Linked DNA regions of Gossypium hirsutum: region 1 is linked to region 2. A link is a contact called in public Hi-C data. All regions are on one chromosome and are shown on one strand. Each heading gives the region's core, a stretch centred on a gene start, on an enhancer-like site or on the middle of the called end of the contact. The rest is flanking DNA. Distances are from core to core; before and after follow the strand shown.

Region 1 (5,299 bases), core at 2,303-4,802, 38 kb before region 2:
GTCAAACTTATATATCAAATTGTATATTAAGCCTTAAAAATATAAACGAAATACTACTTTTAGTTTAGAAACTTTGTTTCATATAAAGTTAAAGAAATTAATTTATTTTTCAAACTATTTTTTTTTTCTTTTTGTAAAATTGTTATGAATTTTATGTGTTAATATTTTTTTATAATGTATATTATATTTCAAAATAGAAAAATTAGTTAAAAAATCATGTTGAGAAAATAGTGGCCGGTTACAAGGAATGGATATATTTTTATTCAATTTACCTTAATTTTTTTTTAATCTTCAACATCTAGAATATTTATCAAAATCCTTATTGAGTTAGTGTAACATTCAATCGGATCATCAATTCAATCAAAAAATTACGATTTTAATAAAAAAAACTAATTAAAATATACATATTGTACGATTTGAACATGCACTAAATATTTTTTTACATTTTTTTAATATATATAACTTATTATCTCTATAATTTGTATATGTTAATAATGTTGTTTATTGAGTTAGTGTCACAATTCAATTCGACACTAACTCATAATTGATGACAAAACCATGATAAACAAATGTAGTGCATTTAGTAGTATTTAATATATTTATGTGTTTAAATTTCGTTTGTCTCATAATTTAATCTAATTTTTTTAATTTTAATATCGTAAATATTTCATGTGTTATTATGATTAATTAGTTTCGAACCATACATTTCATTAATTATTGTATGCTACTTTTAAATAAGCATCTGTATTTTAAATATTTGATTTCCACACGCATCTTCGTGTGTGATAGGATTTCTAATACAATTTAAAATTATTAAATTACTTTTGTATTGTTTTTAGTTATATAAGGTGGTCAAAATCCATCGTAGAGTTTAACCATAGATGGAATTGATTGTTGTCATACATAAGAATATTAGATTCCTATCTAAAAATATCAAATTTAATTATTTATATCTTATGGTATTATTTTAAATTTTTTTTACAACTGAGTATATATAAACTATATATTAAACTTTTAATTAAATAGATGTGATGAATATATCAACTTAATTTAAAAATGAGTTTAATAAAATTTAATATGAGTATATTCATATTTTTAATAAAATAATACTATAATAGAATTTGAATTTGTAACACATCACCATATAAAAGTTTTATAAATATATTTTTATATTGCTTGTGACATATGTAGGGAAGCAAAGAAAAGGGGTAAATGATAGTGCTTGGGAAGATGATAAACTATAATCAAACATGGTGAGTTAGTAACATATATACAATGGATATGGATACCCAGGTGGGTAGCAGTAGGCTGAAGTACATTCAATTGGTGTATCTTTGTTGTCTTTTTCTTTTATTGCCTCCAAACTCTGTATATTGGCCTCACCAATCTTTCTCAAACACTGGATCAGCTTAGCTGAATCAATTCCATCTCCAGTCACCACTAATTTATCTTTGTCATCTCCTTCTATACCCACTGATATCACACCTATTTATACACACATACATGCACATTAACATCAACAAACGAACATGCATAGTTTAAAAATAGTAGATAGTTTAATATCAGAAAAAGAACCATGTGTTTCAGCTACTTTCTTCATTACTTTGGTCTGAAACCCCTCTCCCTCATCACCAAGCTTCCTCCAAATGCACCCCAAAAGACACGCTTTGGGTCCTCCCCTCGTTTGTATCTTAATAACTATCTTTTGCTGCACAACAAATTAACCATTAAATCAACTTTATTACAAATATCATGATTGCCCCTGCATGCTGCACGTTTTGCGACTTACCTTCATGTTTCCAAACGGTACGTACCGTACATTAACCTTTCAAGGGGCTGATAATTCGATAATGAGGAAGTAGCCGCAATTAGATCGGTTTTTATAGCAGTCTCAGCATACCTAACAAGCCACTCAAAAAACGACATTAATAATTGTTTACCAAATGGTATATCAAACTTTGAATCAGTAAACAGTTAGTTGAAATAAAAGATCAATTTCCTTGCATCTTACTTCCCCCAAACTTTGCCTTGTTTTCCTTTTATTTTATAATTTTTGTTAGTTACTTAAAACCAACTTTGCTTTATATTAATTTTCCTATCACTATAAATTATAATATTATATCATATAAGTTCCTGTCCTTAGTACTTTGTATAGAATATATCAAATGTTTGGTCTTCCTATTCAATCTTCCACACGCGCTATTTACTTTTTAAATATGTGTACATATATAAGTCAAAACCCAACCACCGCCTGCAGATGAGAGAAAGGCCACTCAAGTCCCTAATTTGACATATTTCATTCCTTAAAATATGATATTACTCCTTGTACTTTTATAAAATTTGAGTAAAAAAATCTAATCTTTTTATTTTTCAATTTAAAAAATCTTAATCTAATCATTGATGACTTTTGTTAGATTTTGTTGACTTAACATATTTATTTGTCATCAATCATATGACACGTCACATGAAGACAACTTAATTAACATGTTAAATTAAAAATTTTTGATTGAAAATACTTGTGATTTTAATGATTGAACTGAAAATTTTAAGTCAAAATAATTGAAGAACTTAATTTCTAGCTTTTTAGGTAGAAGGCCGAAATCTTAAAATTTATCAAAATACTTAAAATTTAACCTATTTAGTTTTGACTTTGATGATGATATTTTAAATAATAACATATTATTATTTATGCCATCCTATTGATGCTTAATAGATTCTGGAACATTTTTTGGCAATTCTAAATTCGTCAAGTTGTATAGAAATCTACGGCCAGATTCACCATTGATACCTTGTTTTAGCAACTAGTTCAAAACACATGACTTGCACGTGAAGATAAAACATATAATAAATACTATATCTTTTGCGTGTGATGATTTTTATGAGCAGATAAAAGAAAGTTGTAGTGTTTTTAATATAATTAAATAACATAAATTGTATTGGCTTAAAGTGTAAATTTGTCTAGTGTTTATGATGTTCTTCCTTTATGGAATAGTTGTTTTTCCTTTGTTTTATGGGATAGTTGTTTTAAATAAGTTCCACTCTTCCAATTATTTTAAATTGGAATTTGTTGATAGTGATGAGATTAGAAGCGGTTCATCCAATAGATCGAGAACCATAAGTGATTAAATTGATGGACGAAATATTCTATGGAACTCAAGTGAGACACAAAGATAAGAGAAAGAGTTTTTCAATATGAAAAACTATCACTATCTTGTTTTCTATGTGAGAAGTTGGGGCATGGTGAAGGTTTTTGCTTGGTTAGATTAACATTAAAATCACAAGAGGTGGATCTCAGTTGGGATATTTCATTAAGGGCAATGCCTAGGAGGGCCTCGTCAAAGGTCAGTAAGTGGTTGAGGGGCAATAGCCATGGAAATGTTCCGACAGGAGTAGAAGTGAATGTTGATAAAGAAGGGAAGAAATTTGGAGATATCCAAACACATTGGTCTTATCAGATAAGGGGCGAGAAAAGTGGACTTTATCCGAATACAAAAGTTGGGGAATAGCTGCAATTTGATAATGAGTGTTTTAGATATGCTAAAAAGTCTGGGTCAACATCTAGGTTAGATAGAGATGGGCAGATGGACTTGGGCTCGGATATGGAGGATAGTCCAATTGAAGTAGTTGACAGCAAGAAAAGGCAAAAAAAAAAATAAGTAAATCTTGTTGTTTCTAGTAATATTGAATCAACGAATTTGGGAATTCCTTCTGAGATATCGACGATCGTTGTTAAGCAAATTGGTCGAGTACAATAAAGACCATCAATTAGAATGTTCGTGGGTTACGACAGCCATGGGCAGTTAATCATCTAAAAATCAAGCTGAGACATATCAAGCCCCATCTCTTGTTTCTTATAGAGACAAAGTTAAGTGCAAAGAGAATGGAAAGGTTTAGAAAGAAATGTAGGTTTATGAATGGGATTAAGGTTGAAGCCATCAGATCATGAGGAGGTTTGTCATTAGGTTGGACAAAGGACTATAGTGTTCAACTAATGAGCTACTCGAAGTCACACATTGATGTAGAAACATGTGAGGGTGAGGGGATGATTCTGAGGAGACTGAATGGTTTTTATGGTGCATACGATGAAAGGTGTCGAAAGGAGTCGTAGAATTTGATTCGTCTGTTAAATGGTAATAACTCATTGTCGTGGTTAGTTATAGGGGATTTTAGTGAGATAATATTCTCTTTTGAGAATAGATGGTGACATGTTTGAAATGAGAATAATATGTTGGCTTTTCGGATGGTATTAAAGGATTGTTAGCTTGTTGATTTAGGTCTTTCTGGTCAGTGGTTTAAATGGGAGAGAGGTCGTCTTATAAAGAATAATATAGGGAAACGTTGGATTAGGGAGTGACTAATCCAAAATGGTAGCGTATCTCTCCTAGTTATTACGTTAAACATCTTACTCACTCCATATTGGATCATTACCAGATAGTGGTAGATACCGATGACATGAGAAAAAATAGGTAGGTGACAAAGCAACCTCAATTTTGGTTTAACGCAAATTGGGTTTTGAAGGAAGATTTTTAGGAGGAAGTAAAGAGGGTGTAGGAGACAAGTAGTGTGGAGGTTCCGTTGAAGTTGGACAACCTTGGGTCCGCAATTGGTGGGTGAGCGAAAATGAATAAAATGAACAAGAAATGTTCGACGTCCATGTTGAATGATCGGTTAATTGAACTTAATAATGAAAATTTGATGAAGAAGCGCTGGGAAAGTTGACTAAGATCAAGCTAGCACTAAATATGGAAGCTGATAAGGAGGAGGCTTTTTGGGAACAATGAGCTAGAGTGAATTGGCTTCGGTTTGGGGATCAAAATACCTCTTATTTTTATAGCTTTTCTTCTTATAAAAAAAAAGAGGAATACTATCAAAGGTTTGTACAATAGGAATGGAGAATGGGTTAAAGATGAAAAGAGGGTGATGGGAGTGGCAACCTCTTACTTTAAGAATTTGTTTACGGCTAGTGAGGTATAGGACTGTGATCACATTTTAACGAGGGTCCGACAATGTGTTATGGAAAGCATGAATAAATATCTAATAGTAGAGTTCAAGGCTAAGGAAGTCTTGAATGCAATTAAGTGTATGGCTCCATTGAAAGCTTCAGGTGAGAATGTTTTTTTGGTTCTTTTTTATCAAAAGTATTAGCGTATCATTGAAAGGGATATTTCAAAATTTTGCATTGATGTTTTGAATAATAGAGAAGATTTGGGTAAGATTAATCATACGAATATTCTTCTTATACCAAAGGTAATATGCCATCTAATATGACTTAATTTCGCCCAATTAGTCTTTATAACAT
Region 2 (5,860 bases), core at 1,218-3,717:
TTCAGAGTCTGTTCTACTGTGCACCAGTCATATCGGAATATAATCAGCAATGCGATGCAACATAGAATCTTCATTTGAAAAACTCTCACTCGTCAAGCAAATGCTTATCGTTAAAGAATATGTTAGATCCAAATCTGGAGGTTGGCTTTTAAACCCAAATTTTACTTCTTTTTTTCCCCTTTCATGATTTTTTTGTCTAATCTCATTGCATTCTTTTGATTTTTGATTTAGACATCAAAAAAGATGTACAAGGAGACTGCTAAATTTGAAATTTTGAAGCCAATGCTATATGATAACCCTCTACCCTAAATTGTTATCAATCACAGATTGAAGTTGGTTTGCTTAAAGGGGTTTTCAAACTTGTATTCTCACCCTTAACATGATACCATCCTCTTCTACCTTTCTAGCTTTTTATTCAGGCCCTAGTCTAACCCTGTCACAAGTTTCCAACCATAGGAGCCGGCCAATGCCAAGTGCTCCATACCTGATCCGATTTTTTAGAAATGGAAGAATTAACTTCACCACCAAACCGAATCTTCTCATCATCTCTCCAAGGTTTTAGGTTCAAAGTACATTAGGCCATTTCAAACTCTAGAAATGAGAATATAAGAGGGTAGAGATAGAACAAATGAAATGTAAGGCATAAAGTTCCAAGCATAGGTTAAGTAATTCTCTTTTTTTTTTGATAAAAGCATACGTTAAGTAATTCAACTCTTTAACCAGGTGGCCATTTCATCTGTCTCCCACCTAGGACATGCAAGTGAAGATGATAAACCGATTGACCTGAGAGAGAATGAGGTATAAACACAAGTGAGAAGCTTGATCTACAAAACAAGTCAAAACTATGGATTTAAGATAATAACTCACAGGCACTAGGACCATTATTGATAACAACCCGAAACCCATCAAGAATGCCTTCCTTTTCAGCAACAATTCTAGCAGCATAAAGAAGTTGACCCAGTATCTCTCCATGCCTTTGTTCAGCCTGACAAATTGTAACCAGAAATTTAAACCAGGTCAGTATTCCATCTAGGGAAACTGCTTCAAGAAAAACCGAAGCAAGGTTTATGGATCAGGTACGCAGATAGTTCTTCTCTAAGTTCATCCGAATCATTTACACGTGGTTAAAATGCAGAAAACGGTGAACTTTTTTTTTTGTATATATGATTGCGAAGGTAAACTTAATCAATTAAAACAGCAAAATTCACATTCAGTCCAGCCAAGTTATACAACAGAAATAAAACAAATTAGATAGATAACAGGCCTAGAACACACCTTTCCAAGCTGTGTCAACCCATCCCTAAACTTTGGAATCACCAAAACATGAACAGGAGCCTGCGGACTGATGTCTTTGAATGCTAAGACTTTATCATCTTCATACACGATGGTTGAAGGAATTTCCTTAGCTATGATCTTGTCAAATCTGAATGAGAAGGGAAAAAAGAATCAACAACCAGTATAATTATAAACAGCAGAATCAATGTGACCCGGTTCTTCAATATTTCATAGAGAAGTTATCAGCAGAACCAATTCTGTCTAAATTTTAGCAATTCAAAATTACAAATGGCTTGCTTAAAACTCAAGTTATTCCCAAAGTTATGATTTTTTTTTCCTGAAACTCTTATTAAGAGGGAGATGAAATTCCAAACGGATATAGGTCCAACGACATAATACATAACAAATTCCGGGCTAGAACTGGAATGTGAATTCAAAGCAGGGTGTTAAGGATGATACATACATGGTTGGAGCTCCATTATCAGCATTGATTGCAGCTGCCTTTGCCGCAGCCTCTTCATCATGTGTAGCACTAGCACGACATAGATATCTACAAAGAGTGATTCGAAGGTATCAAGAAAGGCCAATAAAAATTCAACATATAATCTGTACAGCTTTTCTTCACTTCTCTGGCTGGCTGGACTACCAAAAAAACTACAATTAGAACCTAATTAAACCTTCTCTTTACCCCCATTTCATTGATCAGCCAACTAAAAAGAAAAGAAAAATACCTGCGTGAGTGATTTGGTGTTAGAAAATTGATGGAGGTGGGAGAAGAAGAGAGTCGTGGTGAGGCTCTCACAATTGCAACAATCCTTCCAGTCGCTGCATAATTACTGTCCAAATCAAATACCCAGAATCAATACTTTATCAATCTGTCCTTAACATTAACAAAATATAAACAGATAAAAGAGTACCGAAGAAAAGAGAAAGAGGTGAAAGCAGCCATAGATTTTTGGGCTAATATCATTTTCTGCTTCTCCCAGGTGTTTTTTACTAAAAAGGGAAAACTGTGAAAGTGAACTAAAAAAAGTAATCGCTAACTGGGGTTGGTTCTGATGATAGGCCTGATCTGGGCTATTCAATGTTTTTGGGCCACTCCAATAATGGAAGCTTAACAAGTTGGTGTGGTTCTGATTTTTTTTTGGACATTTTTGTGTGGCTCTGATTAAATTCTAGGTCTCTTGCTGGGATGGGTAAAAGACTAAAAGGCATTTCAACAAGGCAACACCTACAACTGAGACTGAGAGGCTAAAAAACAATGGCCAGCTTTGTTCTGCGACTGCCCACCGGCAACTTGAGAAGCTTCTCCGTTCATGCTTCGTCAAACGGTACTCAACTTTTCTCTGTTTTCCAACATTTTTAATGAGATCATATCTTTTCGAAAGGAATAGCCTTGGGATTACTGATGTTGGCATAATAGTATTGAGCATTTCACAATTGCACAAGTATTTGATTTGGTTCTTGTTTGTTGGAATTGAATGAAAAAAGGGGCTCCTCCGGGTAGTGGCTCACAAAATGGGGGGCCAATGATCTTGGAGCTTCCACTTGATAAGATTAGGAGACCCCTAATGCGCACCAGATCAAATGATCCTAACAAAGTCCAGGAACTCATGGACAGCATTCGACAAATTGGACTTCAAGTGCCTGTAACCCTTTCTCTTTTTGGTTTCTTGTTTGCTTTCAGTACGTAAATGCAATGGGTTAGAATGCTTTAAAGAACAATTCTAGGACATATACTTCCCTGATCACGAATAATCACCTTGATTCTATTTTCCAAGTATCCTTTTACACGCACCTCAGTCTGAATCCCAGTATATAAGAGTCAAAGGTCCAGGATACTTTGACCTGGACAAAGTATAAGATACTGGATCTGGTTTACATCAATGGTACGTAGATGTATAATAGGATTTTCCTTATGAATTTAATTCCTTATTTTCTAATTACTTGTGTGCTGTTATCATGTAAATACTAAACTACTATTTGGTGAAATCCAAGTCTTTTTTGTTTTTTGCTGATTATATGCAATTGCAGATCGATGTGCTTGAAGTTGATGGAGTTTACTATGGTATGTGCTCCAATGCTCATGTACTTAATTTCTTAAATTTTAAACCACTCGATTGTTGGCTGCTTTTGGAAGTAATCATCAAAAGAAAACGAAGACCATAGAAGAAGACTGAGATAAAAGGGAACATATCCCATGGATACTACTTTATATATCAAATATTTCATATGTTTCAAAGTTCTACACGGAGAGTAGAACTTACATGTATTATAATTGTACAGGTTTCTCTGGTTGTCATCGGTATGAAGCTCACCAGCGCCTTGGGCTCCCAACAATCCGTTGCAAAGTTCGACGAGGAACCAAAGAAACTCTCAGGTTCTACTTTGCTCAGTTCTTTTTTGTTTAAAATCAAATCTGTTTTTACTTGCAATCTCTACCTAAAAAACCATGATCTTTCATTCTGCAGGCATCATCTTCGTTGAATGGAAGTATATGCTCTTAAAGTGCATTTCACAACTTTCATTATGCACTTCTTAGCTGGTTGGAAGTTGTTTATTCTCAACCTATAATCAAGTTTGTATGTTAAATGTTTCAAACAACTTCACAGCAAGCGATAAACGATAGTCATATACAGTGTGTGTATACACAAATATTGCCTTTCAGTGGAAAGAAGTAAAGAGAACATTCCTGCAATGTGTCAAACGATCATATTAAATCTATTGTCCATAGGCCTATACTATTAAAAGAACTGAATTTACCCTTTGAATACCAGGAAATGGTTTTTAACACTAAGACAATGAAACGTAGCTCTGTAAAACCAAAAAACATTACAACGAAAAATGGCATGAGAGAGGCGACCAAGGAAACCACATGCTTTTCATGTTCCATGCAATGCATTTAATAACAACAATGCCAATGGAATGAACATTCACAATCATCTCGTTTCAGGACGTTTCTTTTACATTACTTTATGATAAAATTTACAAACAGCTAAATAAATTGAGCTGCTGGCTGCTGGGGATGCAGGAAAAATACAATGTACAGCAGCTACAAGGAAGCAATTCAGTAGGCACCCATATACCGTGGTATTTGAGGCTCACATGATAAAATCCATTTTGGTTCTCGAGAACCAAGCCAACCAGTTTACAGCTTGGTTTCAACCATTGCAAATACAGATTTTAGCTTCTTCTTCAGCTTTAACCTACCACTATCTTCTTTTACTCCCTTTTATTCCCTTTTATTCAAGGACTAATTCCTGGGACAAGAGGGACAACTGGCTTGGGTGTCTTTATTTTGTCTACCATTATAGCTTGAGTGGTTAGAACTACCCCAGCAACAGAGACAGCACTTTGTAAGGCACACCTTGAAACTCGACAAGGATCTATAACTCCCGCGTTGATTAGATCTTCATATCTTCCTGACATTGCATTGTAGCCAATTTTCCAATCGAGCTTTCTAGTCTTCTCCACTACAACTTCTCCGTCAACACCTGCATTAGTTGCAATTACTTTTGAAGGTGCAAGGAGTGCCTGCAGTCCAGACAAAAATTTCAAAATTTAATCCAGTAATCAATCTAATAACACCAAAAATATAATGAAAAAGCAATAGACAATAACTTCTCAATACATACAAATAGACGGTAGACTCCAAAATAAAGTTATCTCAAGGAGTCACATACTTTTGCTACAATATCAGCACCAATCTGTTCATCTGAGTCTTCCATTAAATTCTTTATTGTGTGAATGTGCTCTGACAAGTGTATATAAGTTGCACCACCACCAGGTACTATCCCTTCATCCATGGCAGCAAATGCAGCATTCTTTGCATCTTCAATTCTTAGTTTACGGTCTTCAAGTTCCATCTCAGTATGCGCTCCTACCTACAGTTGTGATGCAAAGTATTTAACAATTTGAAGCAGAAAAAGATGTGGGTATGGTAAAACATTGAGTTATGCATTTCAATTTCAGTATACACTGTGTCATGATTGCAAACCTTAATGACTGCCACACCACCAGAGAGTTTAGCAATTCTTTCTGAGAGCCTTCTTGACAAGTATGCACTATCAGTTTCTGCTACATCCTTTTTTATCTGCATAATCCTTGCCTGGATTTCAGCTTTAGTAGAAGGATCAGCAACTATGGTTGTTGAATTGCTTGTTATAGTCACTTTCCGTGCAACACCAAGCTGATCAGAAGTTGCAGCAGCAAGCATCATACCGAAATCACCAGAAAGAAAATCAGCTCCTAATGACACAGAAATTATATCAGTTTGCCAGCACATAAAACTAATTGCAGCAATGAAGAAACACTTGTCATATTGCAATGTATATAAAACAATCGTCACAAGCATATGAAACGAAACATTCATAATTTCAGATGATAAAATGAGGCACCAGGGAGATTTAGGGGAATTCAACATATAAATTAGACATTATAATGATGAAAAGAAAAAGGTAGCATGCAAAACACATCATTGCGCCCAGATGAGTTGAAACAGCCCTTTTACACAAAAGACTTTCTTGGATTAAAATTTTAACTGAAGTGGAATTATATAAAGCAGACATGCAAAACATTTTGATTT

Evidence for each region. A called contact is a pair of places that touch in the nucleus more often than the background predicts.
Region 1: a Hi-C map of leaf shows a contact between it and region 2, with 1.9 times the contacts expected there. The contact joins the enhancer-like site here to the promoter of LOC107928688 in region 2. A contact is called at or near these places in 5 of 34 Hi-C or Micro-C datasets (callus, fibers, hypocotyl and 2 more).

What each region holds. Positions count from the first base shown.
Region 1 is chrA12:9,041,499-9,046,797 of Gossypium_hirsutum_v2.1, reverse strand. No RefSeq gene overlaps it. Among protein-coding and RNA genes, the nearest start is that of LOC107928695, 15 kb to the right of the region's middle. Within about 2 kb of position 3,552, at least 2 of the 9 cell types and tissues checked have an H3K27ac peak or open chromatin away from gene starts, as enhancers often do. A contact at or near this core is called in leaf, where this site is marked.
Region 2 is chrA12:9,001,688-9,007,547 of Gossypium_hirsutum_v2.1, reverse strand. It overlaps LOC107928688 (sulfiredoxin, chloroplastic/mitochondrial), which reads left to right and starts at 2,467. Exons shown (of 5, transcript XM_016859942.2): 1 at 2,467-2,606; 2 at 2,767-2,924; 3 at 3,310-3,343; 4 at 3,562-3,655; 5 at 3,747-3,973. The coding sequence starts at 2,537. The coding sequence ends at 3,762. It overlaps LOC107928675 (14 kDa zinc-binding protein), which reads right to left and starts at 2,504. Exons shown (of 6, transcript XM_016859932.2): 1 at 2,193-2,504; 2 at 2,007-2,111; 3 at 1,739-1,825; 4 at 1,276-1,423; 5 at 868-985; 6 at 518-783. The coding sequence starts at 2,245. The coding sequence ends at 716. It overlaps LOC107928659 (chaperonin 60 subunit alpha 2, chloroplastic), which reads right to left. Exons shown (of 9, transcript XM_016859919.2): 7 at 5,273-5,523; 8 at 4,959-5,159; 9 at 4,208-4,809. The coding sequence ends at 4,522.